2 separate regions of the Sus scrofa genome follow, and region 2 is linked to region 1. A link is a contact called in public HiChIP or PLAC-seq data. All regions are on one chromosome and are shown on one strand. The core of a region is the stretch at or near the end of the contact, and the rest is flanking DNA. Distances in the headings are between cores, read along the strand shown. Region 1 overlaps HRH1 (histamine H1 receptor). Region 2 overlaps VGLL4 (transcription cofactor vestigial-like protein 4).

Region 1 (4,495 bases), core at 327-2,826:
ATGCTGTGAGAGGTGGTGCTAATATAATTAGCATTACTTTTCCCAGAGTTGCCATCGTGCCTAAGTAGTTAGCGAAATGGACTAGGATCCAGGAGGAAGTGGGTTTGACCCCTGGCCTTGCTCAGTGGGTTAAGGATCCGGCATTGCCGTGAGCTGTGGTGTAGGTCACAGACATGGCTCAGATCCTGGCAATTGCAGCTCCGATTAGATCCCTAGCCTGGGAACCTCCATATGCCATGGGAGCAGCCCTAAAAAGACAAAAAAAAATTACGATTCCCTTTTTACAGAGGTGGAAACTGAGGCCAGGGAGGTTAACATGCTTCCTCCCAAGCCAAAGAGATAACTATTTAGGGCATTAGGATGTGCATCCAGGTCAAAACTCTGAAACCCCAACTATTGCCACCAAACCCACCTGCCTCTAGGGTCTTGCACTTTTAAAAATTATCTTCACTTTGGAGATCTTCCACAAAGTAGCATGCAGCACGCCCTCAAGGAGCCTCCACACTAATTCAAGAAAATATCATCTCACAAAAAGCACTCATCACATGGGGTGAGTCAGAAATTAATGTGCAGGGTTAATATAGCTTCCAATTTTTAAAATCCAGGGGGATTTATTTTGAAACATGACAAAAATAACTCCCAATTTCTTGGGGGGGAAGAAATCCATATAAAAGAGTTATTTATTCATTGGTTTCTTTAATGAACACTCCTAAGGTGCCAGGTTCTCCTATAAATGCTTTTCAAATATTAATTCTTTCCAACCTCACGACTCATTTTATTCTCATAACAATCCTGTAAGTTAACACACTCACTCACCCTGCCTTCTCACTGAGGGAATCAAGGCAAAGACAGATTGGACGGCCTGCCTGGGACATATTTTGGAAAGCTGTGGAGCCAGGATCTGAGTCGACATGGCTGGAACCTTTGCTTTTAACCAGAAACTGAATTACATGCATTCTTTATACAATGGAGTTTATAAATATAAGTCCATTTTGTCTATGTCTCTTTTTACCTCACATGAACTTGTCTTCAGGAGATGGTCTGATTTAAATGCAGAATTCAGGGTTTCCCCTAAATCTACTTTGGGGAGACCTTGGGAGATGCTTCGCAGTTAGCCCATCATGCTCCAGGGAGGCTGACTCTGAGCTCACTCAGGGGTTCATGTTAGGCCCATCAGGGTGCACCCACCATGCAAGCAGTTAAATGTCAAGGAAAAAGGAAAGAAAACAGGCTTCCATTAAAGCCCAGCATCAACACTCATGTGCGCAGAACCTCTGGCTGGAATGGCAGGCTGGCAAGGGAGCTGGGGGAGAGGGCCGGGAGGATGGATTTATGGAGTGATGATTCTCTCCAGGGACAGAAAAAAAAAAAAAAAGCCAGCTAGTAAATAAATCAAGTTCTCCTGAAAGAATAAACCCAGCGAAAACTGCCTAGAAACTTTGAAAGAAAGAAAAAAAAAAAAAGCGAGAAAAAGAAGGGGGAAGCAGTTTACGAACTATTATGATTTATGCTCTGAGAATCACTGAGCCTCGCCATACAGACGCCCATTGCTCTCCTCCCCTCATGCTCTGCCATGTGACCTGCTGTGACTCTGATGCTCAGCCACTGGAATAGGCAGAAAGTTCAACACCCCAACAGACAGCTGGAAGGAGACCCGCTGCCGAGGATGGGGTGTCCAGGTTGCAAAGCCTGAGGCCTGCAGTAGAAAACCACCTGAATGGTGCCCCCTGGAGTTGTGAGCTCTGCCTCTGAAGACGTAGAGCAATTGTGGATCTGATGATGCAGGGGACAGAGATGAGGGAAAGAAACAGGTCAGGGACATTGAGGGAAATATGTGAGAAGAAAACTGAGTGAGACCTTCATTGTACACCTAAGCCCACAGAGGTTAGAGGGTGATAATTTACTGTGAAACCATTACAACCATTCACAGCCAGAAACCTTGTTTTCCTAGTCTGAGTAATGGGGGTAACAGCAGCTACTTTGTGGCTTTGTTATGGGGTTAAGAGAGATGATCCAAGTTAGCCCAGGGCCTGGCACCTTAGAAAAGAGGACTGAGGGACTATTCGGCTAAGAAGCTTGTCAAAATCTAGCTACCCTGGGGTCACAGGGAACTGGCTGGAGGGTGTGGCCCCAGGTCCTAAAGATTCCAGGCAAACTGCTGTCACAGAGATGGAAAGGGGAGGCATGCATGGAGTCAGGTCCCTCCACTGCAGGCACTGGGGAACAGAAATTCACTGCCAGGACACTGTCTGCAGACGAAGCAATTTTAGAAGCAGGAGGAGATGGACACCAGACTTTCCCCCTGCATGGAACTCCCTTCATCTAGGATCACAGGTTTGGAGAACCCTCCTTGGAGACCAAGGCTGGTTCTTCCGCCATGGTCAGGACAGCTGGGTGCACAGCTTCTGCCAACTTCCTCCCAAGGCCGCCTGAGCTGCTTTTTGTTGGAAAGTTCCTCCTTGGAGTGAGCTGAAACCAGCTATCCTCCCCACCCTGCGCTGGGCTCCCACCCACTGGGGGCCCACTCATGAGTTCTCAAACACTTGACCAAAACAACACCCAGCTTACACAATCTCTTCTAGAGAACTGAACAAGTGGGAACAAGGTCCACCTTGTTTTGTGAGGCCAGCGTAACCTTGACACCAAAGTCTGATAAGTAAACACCAGAATGGAAAAATCACCAGTGCATCTCACTCATGAACTCATGATCCTAAAGCCCGCAACAAAAACATCGGGAGACAGAATCCAGCAATGAAGATGCGACAGGACAGCCCACACTGATTTTAGGGGGAGGGAGTGGGAGGGATCGGGAGCTTGGGCTTATCAGACACAACTTAGAATAGATTTACAAGGAGATCCTGCTGAATAGCATTGAGAACTATGTCTAGATACTCATGTTGCAACAGAACAAAGGGTGGGGGAAAAAATGTAATTGTAATGTATACATGTAAGGATAACCTGACCCCCTTGCTGTACAGTGGGAAAATCAAAAAAAAAAAAAGATTTCAAAAAAAAAAATCAGTGTGATTCACCATATTGACAAATTGAAAAATAAAAATCACGTAATCACCTGAGCAGATGCAGAAAAACACCTACTTTCATTTATGACTATAAAGAAATAGTCAGCAAACTGGGAATAGAACGGAACTTCTTGGAGTTCCTGTCGTGGCTCAGTGGAAACGAATCTGACTAGTATCCATGAGGATGCTGGTTCGATTCATGGTCTTGCTCAGTGGGTTAAGGATCTGGCATTGCCGTGAGCTGTGGTGTAGGTTGTAGACACGGCTCACATCTGGTGTTGCTGTGGTTGTGGCATAGGCCGGCGGCTACAGCTCTGATGCAACCTTTAGCCCGGGAACCTCCATATGCGGCGAGTGCGGCCCTAAAAAAACAAGAAAAAAAAAAAAAAAAAAGAATGGAGCTTCTTTAATCTGATAAAGATTATCTCCCAAAACGCTAGCGTAAACATTATACCTAATTGTCACATGTGGACAGATCCTCCACGAGGGGCAGTGGGTGGGAATAAAGGAAAAAAAGGATTGGAAAGGAAGAAACAAAATAGTTATTTGCACTCCTGCAATTGCATAAACATCATTTCCACAACAATCCACAAAAACACTTTCTTGAATTAGAGAATTTAGCAAGATTTCTGAAACAAAATCAATATGCAAAATGCAAAAATATTTCTCTCCAAAGCAACCAACAATAGCGTTAATTTAAAAAATATGTATGTGTGGATAGATATAGATAGATATACAATAGCAGACAAAATATCAAAATAACTAGGAATACATCTAACAAATTTGTGCAAGACCACCAAGGGAAAATGAGGAAACTAAGCTGTATCCTAAACAATGGAGAGAGACACCATATTCACCAAAATGTAAACCTGCACCCTCCAACCCTGATGCACAAGAGAGAGCTCAGCAGGAACACCATTTGGCAGATCAGAGTAACTTGGACTTGTTTTCTAGCCCCTGGTGCTTCTAAAATGTGCAACTATGGGTGTTCCCACCCACTGCCCCTCGTGGAGGATCTGTCCACATGTGACAATTAGGTATAATGTTTACGCTAGCGTTTTGGGAGATAATCTTTATCAGAAGCCCTCTGAGCCTCAGGTTTCCTCACCTGTAAAACAGGGATTGCCATTCCCGTCTAGTTGTGAGGAGTCATTGGATAAGAAAGAACTTTGCTGGGGATGAGTACGGGATAAATTGGGAATTTGGGATAAACGGATAAACACTACTATATATGTATAAGAGGTAAACAACAAGGACTTACTGTATAGCGCAAGGAACTATATTTAATATCATAATAAGCTACATATATATGTAACTGAATTACTTTGCTGTACATGCTAAGCATTGTAAATCAACTATATTTCAATAAAAAAAGAAAACAAAGCACTTTGCAGAGTGTTGTATAAATACAGGGATTCTTACAACTAGCATTATTGCCCCTTGTTGGCCTGAGGGTGGGGGGAAAAGTTCTCTCT
Region 2 (5,044 bases), core at 320-2,819, 480 kb before region 1:
ATTTAATTAATTAATTAATTTAATTTTTGTCTTTTTGGAGCCACACCCAGGGCATATGGACGTTTCCAGGCTAGGGGTGGAATCAGAGCTGTAGCTGCCCGCCTATGCCACGGCCATAGCAACATGGGATGTGAGCTGCATTTGTGACCTACGCCACAGTTCACAGCAGTGACAGATCCTTAACCCACAGAGCAGGGCCAGGGATCAAACCTGTGTCTTCATGAATACTAGTTGGGTTTGTGACCACTGAGTCATGATGGGAACTCCCTGTTATTTAGTTTAAAAAATTTAAATGCTTTTCTATTGAAACTTCTGTTGGCTCTGCCGCTGCATTCTGCGATGACACAGTTACTTACTGAGCCTGGGTTGCATCCCAGGGCTGTAAACATTCTTCTCTCTCTCTCTCTCTCTCTCTTTTTTTTTTTTTTTTTTTTTTTGTTGTTGTTGCCTTTTTAGGGCCACACCCAAGGCATATGGAGATTCCCAGGCTAGGGGTCTAATTGGAGCTACAGCTGCTGGCCACAGCAGCACCAGATCCGAGCTGTGTCTGCGACATACACCACAGCTTATGGCAGCGCTGGATCCTTAACCTCCTGAGCGAGGCCAGGGATCAAACCTGCCACTTCATAGTTTCTAGTCAGATTCGTTTCTGCTGCGCCATTGATGGGAACTCCTCCAAAAACGTCTTTTAAATTTTTTTTTTTTTGTCTTTTGTCCTTTTTAGGGCCACTCCCGTGGCATATGGAGGTTCCCAGGCTAGGGGTCTAATTGGAGCTGTTGCTGCCAGCCTACGCCAGAGCCACAGCAACGCCAGATCCAAGCCGTGTCTGCGACCTACACCATAACTCAAGGCAATGCTGGATCCTTAACCCACTGAGCAAGGCCAGGGATGGAACCTGAAACCTCATGGTTCCTAGTCAGATTCGTTTCTGCTGCGCCATGATGGGAACGCCTAAAAAAATTTGAAAAATACATATCTTTATGTGCAGATAAAGATTTACAGAAGAGAATATCTCAGTGTCAGAAATCTATCATTGCATTAATTAGGTAACAATGAAAGTTCACAATGTCTAAAAAGTTGATGGTAAAAAATACTGAGAAGCTGAATATTAAAGATGATTTCTGTAATTGATCCAAATGCTGTATTGATTAGATGATTTTATCACAGCAATGTGTATAGAAACAAAACATATGATAGTGAATGATGTTCTTCAATATATGTTATTGGTGTTTTAAAAATTTTGGTGAGAACAATTAATGTGAAATCATCTACCCTCTTAACAGATTTTAAGTGCACACTACAGTATTATTAAATGTAGGTACAGTACTATACAGCAGAGCTCTAGAACATATTTATCTTGCTAGCTCAAACTTCATCCTGTTGAACAGCAACTCCCGTTGCACCCAGCCCCTCATGACCATCATCCTGCTGTTTCCATGAATCTGACTGTTTAGATTCCTATCTAAGATAATCATGCAGTATTTATCCTGTGACTGGCTTACTTCATTTATCGTAATGTCCTCCAGGCTCACCCATGCCGTTGCATATGGGAGGATTTCTTTCTTTTTAAAGGCTGAGTAATACACCATTTGCATGTATGAGTCACATTTTCTTATTGTAAAGAAATAGAGGGGAACTAACTCAATAAAAAACAGAAACCATTTATGCATTAAGATGATAGTGGAGTTCCCTGTTGTGGCTCAGCAGGTTTTAAGGACCTGATGTTGTCTCTGTGAGGATGCAGGTTCGATTTCTGGCCTCACCCAGTGGGTAAAAGATCCAGTGTTGCTGTAAGCAGTGGTGAAGGTCACAGATGCAACTTGGATCCAGCGTTGCCAAGACTGTGGCACAGGTCACAGCTACAGTTCCAGTTCGACCCCTAGCCTGGAAACTTCCATATGCTGCAGGTACAGCTGTTAAAAAAGAAGAAGAAAAAAAAAAAAAAAAGAAAAGAAAAGAAAAAGAAAAGAAGGGGAAAAAAATGATGGTATTCTGGGTGAGTTTTTACTTTTTATATAGCAAGTTACTCATGTATCTATGTATCTTATAGTTACTGTAGCTGTTAGGGATCCCCCATTCAAGATAAATAACTGGGGAGTACAGGTTCCTAAGTGGAGGACCTCTGAAATAATGTTCAGGAAGTTTTATCCAGTGTGATTCAGTTGCTTTGTGCTCAGGTGTCATTAGTAACCCGTTAAACACAGCCTCAGTTACTCAATCCCAGGTCCCCAGCTCTCTCTGTTCCCAGATACTCTCAGCTACCATTCCCACCAGTTCTGAGGTTAAACTAGACACAGAGTCTTAGACTTGAAAAGGGCACTTTTGGTCCATCTCCTTTATTTAATAGATGAGAATGCTGATCTTTGGAAAGAAGAGGTAATGCTTTTTGAAACTGGTTGGAATTTATACTTGAAGTGGAAGAAGAAATGGCAAATGTATTCTACATTGGGTTCAGCATTGAGAAGTTAAATACATCATATTGCTGCTCTCAGAAATAGTATGTAAAGAAATAATGTGTAGTAATCGAGCTGTCCAAGTTCTTTATCATGTGCAACAACACAATTCCTTTTATCAGGTACTGCTAATTTAATTTTGAAAACTGAAAGTGGAGTTGGATGAATTGGTTGTGACTTTCGCTTCCTTTTTCTTTTGCTTCTTTCTCTCACAACTTATTTTGCATCTTGGACTGATCTTCAAACATTGTTTTTATCATATTACTCCCTCTCTTTCCCCAAAGTGAACCTATGGGACTCTTTACTACAGTGTGTTACTATAGAGTCAAGTTTGATTTCTGTCTGATTTATTCCTGGTCCTCAACCTTTATTTAATATTTAACTGTCTTTTCAGTTATGTTTTCTATTACTTTCTCTCCCTGAAATCTTTTGCTTCAGTAAAGTCATGCTTCATATCATTTTGATCCTGAATACCTTTTCCTCTGCTATTTTGCCTGCTCAGCCTTTAGTTGTTCTCTCTTTAAAATCTCCTAACTACGCTCAGTGACCCCGATAACGCTTCCTTCTGTATTTCTAAAAAAAGCAAAAAAACATGGGTTGGGAACTTGGAGTTAATAGATGCAAACTCTTGCCTTTAAAATGGATAAGCAATGAGATGCTGCTGTGTAGCACTGGGAACTATGTCTAGTCACTTATGATGGAGCGTGAATAATGTGAGAAAAAAGAATCTACACATGTATGTGTAACTGGGTCACCATGCTGTGCAGTAGAAAATTGACAGAACACTGTAAGCCAGCTATAATGAAAAAAAAAATCATTATATAAAAAAACTCCACCTTTATTTACCAGTCTTTATTATAAAATGTTTTTAAAAAAGATTCAGTCAGTGAAGAAAATCCTCTCCCATCTCAAGTTCCTAGTTTTTCTGAAGTAACTACTGTTAAATTTCTTTTGCAGCCTTCTGATGCTTTTCACTCACGGTCACAAAATGGCTGCCTTATCTCCAGGCATTGCATTTGCATTTAAGACAGTAAGTCAGGGAAGGGAGGAGGAGAAAAAAGGGTATCATGAGCCGTATCTAACTTTTTTTTTTTTTTTTAAAGCAAAAGCTTTCCCAAAAGCCCAGAGCAAACTTTTGTTTATGTTTCATTGGCCAGGTCTGTGTTACATGGCTACTCTTAATTATAAGAAACTCTGGAATACAGAGTAGATATTTAGTTTTTTCAGTCCCTCCAGTGGAGGTAATAAGGAAGAAAGGAGTTGGGAGTGTATTTTTCTTTTTTTCTTTTAGGGCCGCACCCATGACATATGGAGGTTCTCAGGCTAGGGGTCGAATCGGAGCTACAGTTGCCAGCCTATACCCCAGGCACAGCAACGCCAGATCCGAGCTGCATTTGTGACCTACACCACAGCTCACAGCAACGCCAGATCCTTAACCCACCGAGTGAGGCCAGGGATCAAACCTACAGTCTCACGGTTCCTAGTCAGATTCACTTCCGCTGTGCCACAATGGGAACTCCAGGGAGTGTATTTTGAATTGGCTACCAGATTGCGTCTACCACACCTGTAATTTTGTTATTATGGGTTTTGATAAGTTAATTTTATAACAAGCCATTTTGCTGTTTTCTCCTACTGTTTTGGATAATTTTTCAGTTTTGTCTTTGTGGTGTGTTATTTTAAAATTGTGAAAGATTTTCTGTTTTCTATTTCGGTAGTTTTAAAAACTCTCGTAAGAAGAAGCTTTTGATGCAGGTAATAGAAAACTCAAAGATGAGCTTAAAAATAAAAGGAGTTTAATAATTCACATAGCAGGACAGTGTGAAGATCAGGTGGCCTCCAGATGCAGTTTGATTCAAAGGCTCCTGGTGTTCTGGCTTCATTTCTCTGTGGCTTTGTCCTTGGCTGACCTCCTTTGTAGTAACAGGGTGGCTACACCATATTCACCAGAGAAGAATGTCTCTTCTGATAGCTCTCCTCGGCTTCTTTCCAGAAAGTCTGCAGAAAACATTGGCCAAGTGACAGCTCACCCATGTACCAAACCCTGTGCTTTCCTGAATCCTGTCCTTCATATACTGAACTGAAGCTCAGTTTTTCATCATCGTCTGTTTCTTTGATTTCTTCCTAATGTGGCGTCCATTTCTGCCATAGCCTAGTTCTTCTTTTCTATTTCTTCCCTGAACTCTCATCACCTCTCCTTGTTGTCTTACTCTTTCTTCTCTGAGTTCTTATTTCAAGGAAGTTATGCCTGGGAGTTCCCATTGTGGTGCAATAAAAACGAATCCGAGGAGTATACATGAGGATGTGGGTTTGATCCCTGGCCTTGCTCAGGAGGTAAGGTATCCAGAGTTGCCACGAGCTATGGTGTAGGTCACAGACATGGCTTAGATCCTCAGTTGCTGTGGCTGTGGCATAAGCGGCAGCAGTAGCTCCAGTTTGACCCTTAGCCTGGGAACTTCCATATGCCAGGCGTGTGGCCCTAAAAAGAACAAAAAAAAGAGGTTATGCCCTTTCTTTTTATCTCATGGGGAAATGTTAGTTCATAAATTTCAAATTCTTTGTAGTGTAATTTCTCTGGTGTGTTGATCTTTCA

What was found. HiChIP or PLAC-seq counts read pairs in DNA pulled down with a chosen protein or histone mark.
Region 2: a contact with region 1 is called in an H3K27ac HiChIP or PLAC-seq map of alveolar macrophages. The contact joins two enhancer-like sites. A contact is called at or near these places in 2 of 47 Hi-C or Micro-C datasets (embryonic fibroblasts and subcutaneous adipose tissue) and 1 of 2 datasets of contacts at active chromatin or transcription factors (alveolar macrophages).

Annotation. Positions count from the first base shown.
Region 1 is chr13:67,317,977-67,322,471 of Sscrofa11.1, reverse strand. The region is part of intron 1 of HRH1 (histamine H1 receptor); the gene reads right to left. It also overlaps a transcript of ATG7 not described here. Among named protein-coding and RNA genes, the nearest start is that of ATG7, 98 kb to the left of the region's middle. Within about 2 kb of position 1,576, at least 17 of the 83 cell types and tissues checked have an H3K27ac peak or open chromatin away from gene starts, as enhancers often do. A contact at or near this core is called in alveolar macrophages, where this site is marked.
Region 2 is chr13:67,794,551-67,799,594 of Sscrofa11.1, reverse strand. All of the region lies in intron 2 of VGLL4 (transcription cofactor vestigial-like protein 4), which reads left to right. Among named protein-coding and RNA genes, the nearest start is that of VGLL4, 76 kb to the left of the region's middle. Within about 2 kb of position 1,569, at least 3 of the 83 cell types and tissues checked have an H3K27ac peak or open chromatin away from gene starts, as enhancers often do. A contact at or near this core is called in alveolar macrophages, where this site is marked.